2 separate regions of the Ovis aries genome follow, and region 1 is linked to region 2. A link is a contact called in public Hi-C data. All regions are on one chromosome and are shown on one strand. Each heading gives the region's core, a stretch centred on a gene start, on an enhancer-like site or on the middle of the called end of the contact. The rest is flanking DNA. Distances are from core to core; before and after follow the strand shown. Region 1 holds the start of ABCA1 (ATP binding cassette subfamily A member 1). Region 2 has its middle 99 kb from the start of SLC44A1.

Evidence for each region. A called contact is a pair of places that touch in the nucleus more often than the background predicts.
Region 1: a contact with region 2 is called in a Hi-C map of tail adipose tissue, with 6 times the contacts expected there. The contact joins the promoter of ABCA1 here to the enhancer-like site in region 2. A contact is called at or near these places in 9 of 16 Hi-C or Micro-C datasets (hypothalamus, liver, mesenteric adipose tissue and 5 more).

Annotation. Positions count from the first base shown.
Region 1 is chr2:18,100,008-18,106,107 of ARS-UI_Ramb_v3.0, reverse strand. ABCA1 (ATP binding cassette subfamily A member 1) reads right to left here and starts at 3,793. Exons shown (of 52, transcript XM_060409002.1): 1 at 3,722-3,793.
Region 2 is chr2:17,894,956-17,901,141 of ARS-UI_Ramb_v3.0, reverse strand. It overlaps the pseudogene LOC105606854. Among named protein-coding and RNA genes, the nearest start is that of SLC44A1, 99 kb to the right of the region's middle. Within about 2 kb of position 3,546, at least 5 of the 54 cell types and tissues checked have an H3K27ac peak or open chromatin away from gene starts, as enhancers often do.

The DNA of each region.
Region 1 (6,100 bases), core at 2,544-5,043, 200 kb before region 2:
GCTAATAGTTCCCTTCCCCTTTTCTTTTGTTCCTTATCCTTTCACAGTCAAACCCTCTATCCATTTTTTATGTATTACACAGGGAAAGATTTGGAGATCATTATAGACTTACAAATATTTGACTGAAACTCCAGTAAATTTTTTATTTTAAACGAAGAGCTAGAGTTGAGCAAATTTTACTGTCTGTCCTTTCCATGGTGTTGCAATCCCTACGCAATCAATGTCCCAACACGCTGAAGAGAATTTGGCTGGCCCACTCACAGCAAGAAGGGAAATAAGATACAGGCTGTAGATTCCGTTAAGGACTAGAGCAGATATATGTACCAGAACTCAGCGAGCATCCTCGCAAAGTCCCCTGCCTACAGCAACTGGAACTGTACCACTTGACTGCTTAGTGTGGGAGTCAAAGAACTCTGGGGCTCACTGGATAGGTTCAAAACTTAGCTCTACCAGTTGCAAGGTGTGTGGCCAGAAACTCTCTCTGTTTCTTAGCCTGCAAAATAGGGATAACAGATGGATTTGTGGTTAATTTTAAAATAGTATTTGAAAAGCATTTGTAATAATATTTGGCACCTGGTGCTATTTAACAGTGTCTATTAAATAAATATTGCAGTAACTACCACACTTATGATAATTTCCACATGCAGATATGAAGAAGGTTTCAGTTTTAGTGTAAGCCCTCCTCCAGAACAGTTAAATTAAAACAAATTTTCAGCAAGATCTTTAAAATTTGATATGGAGGTAATTAACCATAAAGAGCATTAAATTTCCATTATTTCTTTACCATCTAGATAGTAAATAAAAATGTATTTGGAATTTAGAGTATTTTAGAAATGCTAAAATGACATGTCTATCAGAATTTTCTAGACTGTCAGAAGTTCAGGAATTAAGGAAGGGGTTATTAAGGAATCTAAGGCAATGTCCATTTAATTTTTTAGGAGCTGAAAATAAAAATAGCAAAGGTATTAACAATTTACAATCATGCGGGATATAGCATAAGCAACTTAGCTTATGGGAAGGAAGATCCCCTAAAAAAAATTTAAACGAAAAATATTACAACTTCTCTGCATACAAGATAAATACTACAGAAGATAAAAAACTGTGTCAGTGAGTTTTATTTGGTTTCATTCATTTTTAATAATGTAATCATTAAGAGCAGAGGTTGGAAACAATCAAACCCTAATCACCCTTTTCCAATCTAAGCTAGTCTCACATGAACTGTAAATATGCCCTAAGTCAAGAGGTATCCAGGGTTCATTATAGGCCTCTATGTAGATGTAAATTGAGAGCTGAGATTTTAAACGCTCATCTGAAGGGGAGACACATATCACAAGCGTCCATTTCACAATCAGATACATCATTCTGGAACAACAGGCTGGTCCCTGCAAGGGGGCTCAAGAATCACTCTGACTGCAGTAGCAATTCTTACCCCTTGAACTGTGGTCATCCAAGGCTGTCACTCCAATTCTACCGCTTCTTGCTCTGTGTATCTAATGTTTTCCCAAAACTCTATCATGAATTAACTTAAAGCATAAAGCATTAAAGCTCCTATAAAAGGAGCATTTGGGAATGGATACATGTATGTGTGACTAAGTTCCTTTGTTGTCACCTGAAACTATCAAATATTGTTAATCAGTTATACTTTAATGTAAAATTAAAAGTTAAAAAAAAAAAACACACAAACAAGGAGTACTTGGGGAATAGGCTGACAAGGAAGACTTTGTACTTGAAAATTATTTACCATCAGAAGAGGTTCTACTCCAGAACCTTCTCCCTTTGCTCTCACACTTTCCTTGATTTAGGATAAGTGTCTCAAAGAGAATGACAAGAACAACAGAAAGCCTCCATTAATTTCGTAGTAAGTATGAGGAAAATGGGCTGAAATAAAAGGGGAGATAAAAAACTAAGTACTTCTTTAGGTGTGTTTTAAATTTTGTCTGAAAAGATCGAAACTTAGGTTTGGGTCCCACACTATTGTTTAAAGGGCCATTAAAACTCTGCTTTTGAACTTGCAAATTTTTATGAGGTGTTCTTTGATGGGAGGTGGGAATCGGTCCTTAGGAAGTGACTTGCTGATTTTTATCACCAAGGAATTTTTTAAATATCAAATTTATCGTCTATTATATGAATGTATATACCACGCACTCACTTCCTTGTTTCACTGAAAAGTTCTGGTTTTAAAAGCTGATGGTATCGCTTTTGCAAAAGACAAAGGCCAATTATTTCCAGGGCTACATTTCTTTCTCTCCCTTTTTCCTTCTCTCCCTGTTTTCTTTTATCTTGTTTATTCCCTTCTTTTCGATGAGTGCTGAAAAACAAGCACCTACACACAATACTGGCCCACGCACACCCCAAGAACCTTCCATTTAGCAACTCTCTGGGAGTTGGGAAGCAATCTAAAACACAAGCAGAAGCACTTTCGCCTGATCCCCAGGTTTCCTCCCAGTCTACAATCACCCGTCTTCCTTGGATCTCGGTCGGAACCATAGCAGGCGACAAAGCCTCTTGCAGCCTGGCCTCACTCGGGCCAAGGAGCCGATTCCCAGGCCACCCGGCCAGGAGGCGCTGTGGATCAGTTCCCCCCGTGGCCACCGGCAGCCGGCGCTCAGCCCTCCCTCCCCCCACCACGAAGCACAGCCCGCCCGCGGAGCTGCGAGCTCTGCACCGCCTGCCGGGGTTACTCTCGGTCATTCTGCTGCACCGTCTCGCCCTAGCTTCCCCATCCATGCCCTCCCTGAAGCTGCTCCAAGAGACACTCAGCAAAGGGCAGGAAGATGGGGGGAAGGGGGGGCAGGGGAATGGTCACCTCAGCTCCAGGTTTCCGCAGGGACCCTTCTAACGTTTGTTAAAGAAACAAAACTCTCGTCCCTCCGCCCCGCCCGTCTCCCCTACCCCCATCCCCAGCCTCCCACAGCGTCAGAGGCAGCACCTCCTGGAAGCGTATGGAGACTATGGAACAGGAACCCCCTGATCAAACAAAGCCCCCGAGGCCTCAAAAGAGCACTAGCGCTAAGGACTCTGTTTGGGACACCTCCCAGTCGCATTCTTGGTGAGCCAGAAAGCGCTGCTCCAGTCCAGGGGCGCGGGGGACCTATCCCCAGATCAGAGCCCAACCCGGACTAGCGCCTTACGAACAGAGGGGATTCTGACGGCTGGCATTTTTCCCGGTGGGCGCCGGCCGAGCCGCAGCCAGAGAGGGTTCCAACCGGCTCAGGCGCTTCCAAACAAAGGGAATAGCTCAGTGCCAGACCTCCCATTCTCCCTACTCCGGCAGCAGCGCCTCCAGCACCACCAGGAGCCCCCCGATTCCACTGCGCCCCAGCTACTGCGCTCGGGTCTCCGCGCGCCCAGAGATGCTCCCCGAGCTCCACCGCGGGCGAACCCTGAGCGCAGCGATGTCGCGTCTTTGGGTCGCCAGAGCTCCTCCTAGGACGTCCTCTCCACATTTACGAGCCCGTTTGTGCTGCAGGAGGTGGGGATGTGGGGGTTCGGACTAAAGTCCCCGACACCCAGAGCTTCCCAAAGTCCCCTCGGCCCGAAACGAAACAATAACGTCCAAGTCGCTGAAGAGACTCTTACCTGTTTTCCACTTTTGTGTTTGTGGTTCTTTCCCCAACCCCTTGAAAAACCCTTCGGAAAAGAAGGGGGGTAAAGGGAGCAAAGCGCCCCGAGAAATTGGCTGTGGCGGCGCTGGTTGCACGGCGCCCCCTGTTCTGCCCACCTGCGCCGGGGTAGAGAGGTGTCGGCGCGTCCCTGCCGGCCCCGGCAGCACTCACTCTGCCTCGGAATTACCGGGGTTTTGCCGCGACTAGTTCCTTTTATAGATTCGGCGGCGCTGAGCGCTGGGGTTACTATCGGTCAAAGCCTGTTCTCTCCCTCCTTCCCCGCCCCCTTCCCGGCCTCTGTTTATGTAGTTCAGTCACTCAGCAGAAAGCACGTGGAGCCGCGTCCCGCCCCTTAAACGGGCGACGTCCGGCGGCGCGCGGGGCTGGGGGCGGAGTGCAGCCGGCCTACCCCCGCCGTAGGTCCGCGCCGCTCGGCCCAGCCCGGCCCGCCAGCGCAGGAACAGGGGCAAACGGCGGTCTTGGGACTGTGCCCTCCAGAGACTCTAGTCCAGGTTCAGGGCAGCCAACAGCACGAGTGAAAATCGCTTTCTCTAAACTAGTTCTTTCAGCAACTTTTGTTTCCTTTGTTAATTTACTCAGCTGGAGGGACTTGGGGGCGGAGAGAGGAGAGGAAAGGGGAAGAGAAAGCTAGGCTAAAACCCCTAAGGATGCCAACCCTTTAGTCTTTTTTTTCCTTTAAATGCCCAGAGTGGGGAGAAGATGGACAGTCCTCTGTTCAACTGGCTGGTTTTGTTTTCCACCGCAAACCCTGACTTTGGAATTCAAGAGCCTTTGGGGTTCCCAATTTGGGGCCTCCCAAGTCCCAGGAGGACCCCTGAAAACTGTCTTGCTCCTTCCCTTAGCAAACTGGGAGAAGGAGGCCACAGAAAACCCAGCATTGTGGACTAATTTCCTTTTTATTTTCACCATGTCAGTCAGCAGTAATAGATAAATACACGTGGGCTTGTATTTTGGTTTCTACAGATTTGCAAAGTACCACTAGAGAATCGCAGTCTTGGAAAATCACATAACCATCCAATTCTCCAGCTTCTTCCTCTGGCTTTGGCCTTGACAGTCAAGAGCAAGAGGGCCCGAAACATCTGAGGAACAGAAGCAAGTGTACAAAGGGAGCCCACATACTTTAACTCTCAATATTTAACTCATAAATAAAGCTAACAAACTGTAAAATAAGTTCCTCCTACTTGACAGAGATACCTTTGGAGCAACTGGGAAGGGTGGATTCACGACCAGACTTGCTTTGACTTGAGTTTTGACAAGAAAGTGGTAGAGCAGGAGAGCAGGCTCCTGGACAACTTTGCTTCCCATCCTCAGCTCTGTCATATTCCAGAAGAACCTGCAGGTGTGTGTCTGGAGCCCCAGCTGCACAAGCCCCTCCAGACCATGATTTGAATACAGGCCCACATGTCAGTGGTTCTGTCAACACTAAGGATGGATCCAGTTAGGAGGCCCATGCAGGCCCTGGAAGAGCACTTAAGGGCCTTAGGACAATTCTGGGGTCTCAGCTACTCATAACTTGGTGACTTGGCCCCTGGGTCCTGTGGACCATTCATCCTTAGGGAGGGATGAAGTTTGAGGTGGGCCAGAGTCAAACTTCTGAAGCCCAGGGCCCACAAAAGGAGACCCTGGTCCCTAGGTTCCAGGGTCAAATCTGACAACCACATAATCCACTAACTTTCTGCCTCCGTTTCTTTATCCACAAAAGAGACTATATATATGCTCTCCCTGACTCACTGAGGTTTTCTGAAAGTAAATTTTGTTCATTTGAGCTCCTGGGAAGAATGGCTCTGTAAAATTAAGAGCCTGTTGATAGCCACCTATTAATGTCATTTTCTGGTACCAACCATGGCCTATAAAGAATTTTCCATGCCAAAATTTTAAAATTCCAAGTCTAGCAGAGTTCAAAGTAATCTCTCTGACCTGTAGATATAAAGGAAAGTTCCTGGAGGAGGTGTTATGACTCCAAGTGTGATTTGTGGAAGTGATTATGACTCTGACTCTCCATCCCCTGCCCCACCCCACCCCACCATCCACCTATAAAACAGTGCTTAAAATCCCACCACCAAAATCATTCTTTCTGAAACTGAAGGCTACAGTTTCCAAGAGCACCATACTTAAGTAACCCCTCAGATTGTTCTCCTGGGGAATGAGTGACAGTAAGTCCTGTACACATGAGACAAGGATAGTCTGTTGGAGAAAGGAGATGAGGCCAAGAAGGAGATGAAAGCACCAGAGAAGACAGCCATTGATTCTAAATACAAAGGTCTGTGGCCCCAAAGTCAAATGTAATCATTTCTAACTGAGAATAACCTATGGTATCAAGAATCTGCTCTTCTCAGCACACACTGTAATGTCTGAAATAAGCTTATCAGTTGTGTTCATTTCTACCAGTAAAAGAGCCTAAATCCCCAAAGAGACTAAATGATTTGACCAAGGGACACAAGCACCTAATTCTGCCTTCATCAAGCCCACACTTT
Region 2 (6,186 bases), core at 2,297-4,796:
CTCTCTGGCATGAACCATATTTATGCTTTCTTAGGTCAGTCTCCCAAAATTATAGAAATAAAAGCAAAAAATAAACAAATAGGGTCTAACCAAACTTATAAATTTTTTCACAGCAAAGGAAACCATAAACAAAATGAAAAGACAACCTAAAGACTAGAGAATTTATTTGCAAACAATGTAAGCAATAAGGGCTTAATTTCTAAAATAGACAAACTGCTCATACAACTCAATACCAAAAAAACAAACAACACAATCAAAGACTGGGCAGAAGACCTACATAGACAATTCTCTGAAGAAGACATAGAGATGGCCAACAGGCACATAAAAAGACACTCATTATTGCTAATTATTAGAGAAATGCACATCAAAACTGCAATGAGGCATCACCTCACATCAGTCAGAATGATGACCATAATAAATGCTAGAGAGGGTATAGAGAAAAGGAAACCCTCCCACACTGTTGGTAGGAATGTAAATTCATGCAGCTGCTATGGAAAACAGTATAGAGGTTGCTTTAAAAATTTAGAATTACCATATGACCTAGCAATTCCACTCCTGGGCACATATCCAGAGAAAACTCTAATTCCCTAATTTAAAAAGATACATGTACCCCAACAACCACTGCAGCACTACAGCCAAGACACAGAAGAAACCTACATGTCCATCAACAGATGAATGGATAAAGAAGATGTGATACACACACAAATAAACATATTAATAAATGGAATTAGAGATTATCATACTAAGTGAACTGTCAGACAAAGAAAGACAAATATCAAATGATATCACTTATATATGGAATCTTTAAAAAAGTGGTGACGTGAAGTGAAGTCATTCAGTCGTGTCCGACTCTTTGCGACCCCACGGACTGTAGCCCACCAGGCTCCTCCGTCCATGGCATTCTCCAGGCAAGAATACTGGAGTGGGTTGCCATTTCCTTCTCAGAAACAGACTCACAGACAAATTTATGGTTACCAAAGGGGACAGGGAAGAAGGGATAAATTAGGAGATTGAAATTAACAGATATACACCACTATACCTCTTGCCTGGAAAATCCCATGGACGAAGGAGCCAGGTAGGCTGCAGTCCATGGGGTCGTGAAGAGTCGGACACGACTGACCGACTTCACATTGACTTTTCACTTTCATGCATTGGAGAAGAAAATGGCAACCCACTCCAGTATTCTTGCCTAGAGAATCCCAGGGATGGGGGAGCCTGGTGGGCTGCCATCTATGGGGTCGCACAGATTCGGACACGACTGAAGCGACTTAGCAGCAGCAGCACCACCACCACCACCACTATACATAAAATAGATAAACAACAAGCAAAGCACAGAAAATGATATTCAATATCTTATAACAAATTATAATGGGAAAGAATATGAAAAATACGTATATACATACACATAAATGTTTCTCAATTACTTTGCGATATACCAAAACTATTAATAATACAACACTGTAAATCAACTATACTTCTATAAAAAAAAAAAAAATTTACTGTCCAGCCCATTACAAAAAAGCTTTGTCAAATTTTTGTCTAGCAGCAGAGATAAATCTTACTTTTTCACAGCCCCCACAGTCAGCCATTAAAAGACCAAGGTCTGAATCAGGACTTGACCGAGGAAAGAACCATGAGTAGAGGAGGTGGTGCTTAAAGGGAATGAGTCTAGATATCTCCTGGGCTACAGCTCAGTGTTAGCTTATAAGAAATCGGCAAATATTTGTAAATATTTAGCTAAGTGGACCAGAGAATGAGACTGAGGCACACAAGTTCAGTGCAAGAAGAAGGTAGGTAAGCCCAAGAAGTCAAGAGGAAACAAAGTCAGATGACCTTTACTTTTGGTTGAGCAGTGAAGACAGAGAACAGTAAGAACAGCTAACACTTCTAGAACGCCTGCTGTGTACCAAATCCTATTCCAAGTACACTGTTCATTGTAACACATTTAATGTTCTCAACAGCCCTGTGAGGTTGGTCCTATTCTTATTATTCCCACTCTACAGAGGAAGAAACTGAGGTACAGACAGGCAAAGTAACTTGCTAACAGTTGCACAGTTCATAAGTAATAAAACCAGGATTTAAAACCAGAAAATCCTATTTAGGATCTATGTTCTTAACCACCACACTGCACTCTCTCTCAGACAGACTGGTAGGAAAAGCAAACAGAGTAGGTGGAAAAGGAGAAGAGGAGTGTGGTGATTAGTTGCATCTGAATACAAGGACAGACAGACAGGGAAAAGCAAGTCATATTTTTGGAGGAAAAGTCCAGGCCACACTCAGAGGTGACAGTGAGCATTTTCCAATCACTTCACAGTCATGGTTAATGCCGCTCTGTGCCAGGCTCTGTGACAGAAGCCAAGGGTACAGAGATGCGTTTGATTTGGGCTAGAGGGGATCCAGTCATGAGTTAACAGGCAATGCTAATACAGCACTGTGGAGGATTAAGTCCTTTACAGCACTGTGGAGGCCCAGCAAGGAAAGAAACTCCACCCAGTATATTTGGAAGCTGTACTAGAAAGCTTAGAGCCAGGTGCCAGGATGTAGGATGCAGAGCTTGCGCTGTCTTGGGTCACCTGGATAAACCACCTCCATAATATGTCACAAAAAGACAAGGTTCAAAGGAGCACTGCAGAGTCCAACAAATATCCACATGCCAAACAAATGAAGCAAAGGCATAAATTCTGAAAGAAGTAGTGGGTCAAAAACCCAGCAGCTATAAGAATTAGGGGTACGGTGGCAGGTAGGCAGCTGGAGAGCCCAGATCAACCAGCAGAAGCCAGAACAGAGCAGGTAGAGATGGACAAAAGGGACCTAGACATGCCAGGGTCTTCATGCCATGCCATCTTCCCTACCTCACAGCTTTGTCCCTCATCTTATTTCCTAACAGCTGACATGCTACCAGCCTTAAGAATCAGGAAGTTGCTGACTTTGGTGCCCCCTAGTGCTGGGGAAGACCGGTCCAGAGTTAAGCATTTAATGCTAATACTTCTATACTCTGCCACCATCCAGCTGACCTTCCCAGGATGAGCTAACAGTCTTCCTCTAAAAGGAAGTGTCCAGCTCCTTTTCTCACTCGCATTTCTTCCTGGAAACATTCCATCCAGAGCTTAAGGCTGCCAGTGACCTGACACTGTTGATGATTTCACAGTCTCCCTCTGGGAAATGAAGTGACTTAGCAGTCATTAAGACCAAGATAACAGTGCAAGTTGTCAGTGGTTCCTTGCAGAGCAGAGAAATGTCAAGGCTGTTGGGTGTCTAAATGGAGTCACAGGTCCTAGGGTTAATGTAACAGGGGGAAAAAAAAAAATGACAGTGTACAGAGTTGAAGGCTAGTCCAACAATTATCAAGTCCCCAGGGAGTCTCCATAAAGACTTGTTGACTCTGTTCTAACAATAGGAAGGGTGGTATGCTACACCATAGTTCTTCCTTCCTGATTTCCAGCATACTGACCTACACTCCTATACTGGACATTACCAGTGGACAATCACTGCTGTGCTTTTAATATATTAGATATCCATAAGCCATCCATGTTTGGCCAAAACCCCTCCTCAGAGGAACTATTCACCCCACCCCATCCATATGGCAAATTCCTACATGGCCTTGTCTTCCCCAGCACATTTGGTTAGTTAGGGATGAAGCTCTTGATCCTGGGAGAGCTAACCAGAGCCCTTCTTTACGATTCTCTCAACTGGAATAAGAGAATCAGTCTATGCTTATCCACACTGCATGCCCCTCTACTTGCTCTAGTGTTTCTCAGCCACTGCAACTGAGGTCTACTTGGTCTGTTTCTCTGGATTCCAACTCACTGCATCATTCTTGGCTATTTCTTCACTATCAATATGTCTTCAAAGTATTCAGAGCCTCCAGCCAGCAAGATAAGTTAGCCACTGCCATCCAGCATCAAGGGCTGAGCCTAGAAAAGCATAATAAATCTGCGAATGTTGTATAGTACAGTACAGACTAGAACTGCCACCAGAAGTCAGAAAAGGGAAAAATCAGTGTGGGGTCTTATCAAACAAATGGCTAGAATTTAGAGAGATAGAAAGGGCATTCTAATCTAGAAAAAATAATGACAATGAAGCAGAAAAGAGCTTAGGTCCAGAGGTCTGCAGACAAGAAATGAACTTGACTGGAGTGAGTCCTGTAAGAATGGGACCGTAGAGCTCTGTGGAAAGCTGCAGAGTTGGGGTTCCGTTCTACAGTATGGGGTTAAAGTTTTCCAGAACACAGCTGACTTCAAGAGATACTGAGTAAAATTCAGACGGCAAGAGGGCAAAACTGACTACTATGCTCAGAAACGATTGGTAACCCAAGATAAAAATAAGTACAACACATCCAATTACAGAATGATCATTCATGTAACAGAGATATCATTTGTCAGACTGCTTATGCCTGTATAGAAGGACATATAACAGTTTGTGCAGTTTATGCTCACGAACTCCCAAAGTATGGTGCGAAGGTTGGCCTGACAAATTATGCTGTGGCACACTGTACTGGCCTGCTGCTGGCCTGCAGGCTTCTGAATAGGTTTGGTATGGACAAAATTTACGAAGGCCAAGTCGAGGTGACTGGAGAGGAATACAATGTGGAAAGCGTTGATAGTCAACCTGGTACCTTCACCTGTTACTTCGATGCAGGACTTGCCAGGACCACTACTGAGAATAGTTTCTGGGGCCCTGAAGGGAGCTGGCAATGAAGGTTTGTCTATCCCTCACAGTATCAAATGGTTCCCTAGTTATGATTCAGAAAACAAAGAATTCAGTGCTGAGGTACACCGAAAGCACATCATGGGGCAGAATGCTGCAGATTACATGTGTTATCTGATTGAAGAGGATGAGGATGCCTACAAGAAACAATTCTCTCCATTCATAAAGAACAACATAACTCCATACGTGATGGAGGAGATGTATAAAAAAGCTCATGCTGCAATATGAGAGAATCCAGTGTATGAGAAGAAGCCTAAGAAAGAAGTTAAAAAGAAGAGGTGGAATCAGCCCAAAATGTCACTTGCTCAGAAGAAAGATCAGGTAGCTCGGAAGAAGGCAAGCTTCCTTAGAACTCAGGAATGGGCTGCTGGGAGTTAATAAAGTGAAAGTGAAAGTTGCTCAGTCATGTCCTACTCTTTGCGACCCCATGGACTGTATAGTCCATGGAATTCTCCAGGCCAGAAGACTGGAGTGGGTATCCTTTTCCTTCTCCAGGGGATCTTCCCAACCCAGGGATCGAACCCAGATCTCCCACATTGCAGGCGGATTCTTTACCAGCTGAGCCACAAGAGAAGCCCAGGAATTAATAAACCAAACCACAATCATCTATCTGGATTTTTCAGGTAAAGACAATAATAAACATATCAAACAAGAAAAAAAAAAAAGAATGGGAACATAATGCCATCTGCAACAACATGGATGGACCTAGAGATTATCACACTAAGTAAATCAGACAAAGACAAATATCATATGGTATCACTTATACATGGAATCTTAAAAAAAGATAACAAATGAATGTTTCTGCAAAGCAGAGACAGATTTACAGACTTTGAAAACAAATTTATGGTTAAGGAAAGGGAAATGTTGAGGGGAGGGATAAAGTAGGAGTTTGGGACTAACACATATACATTCCTACATATAAAATAGATCATCAACAAGGACCTACTGTATAGCACAGGAAACTCTCCTCACTATTCTATAAACACCCACATGGGAAAAGAATCTGAAAAAGAATGGATCCATGTATGTGTATAACTGAATCAGCTGTATACCTGAAACTAATGCGACATTGTAAGTCAACTATACTGCAACATTAAATAAAAATTTAAATTTAAAAAATGGGACCAAATTAGGTGAATCTGAGAGATTATACAAGGTCTTAACAATAAAGCAGAGGAGATTAGACTTGATATGCAGGCAGGTATCATGGTAGTTTTTGACAGAAAAAGAAGGAAGGGGCTTTCCTGGTGGTCCAGTGGTTAAGAATCTGCCTTGCAATGCAAGGGACACCAGTTTGATCCCTCAACGTCCAGGAAGATCCTACATGCCACAGAACAACTAACCCTATGCACCGCAACGACTGAACTGGCACTCTTGAGCCCACAAGCTGCAGCTACTGCAGCCCATGCACCCTAGAGCGTGTGCTCTGCCACAAGAGAAGCCACCGCAATGAGAAGCCCTCACACCACAACTAGAGAG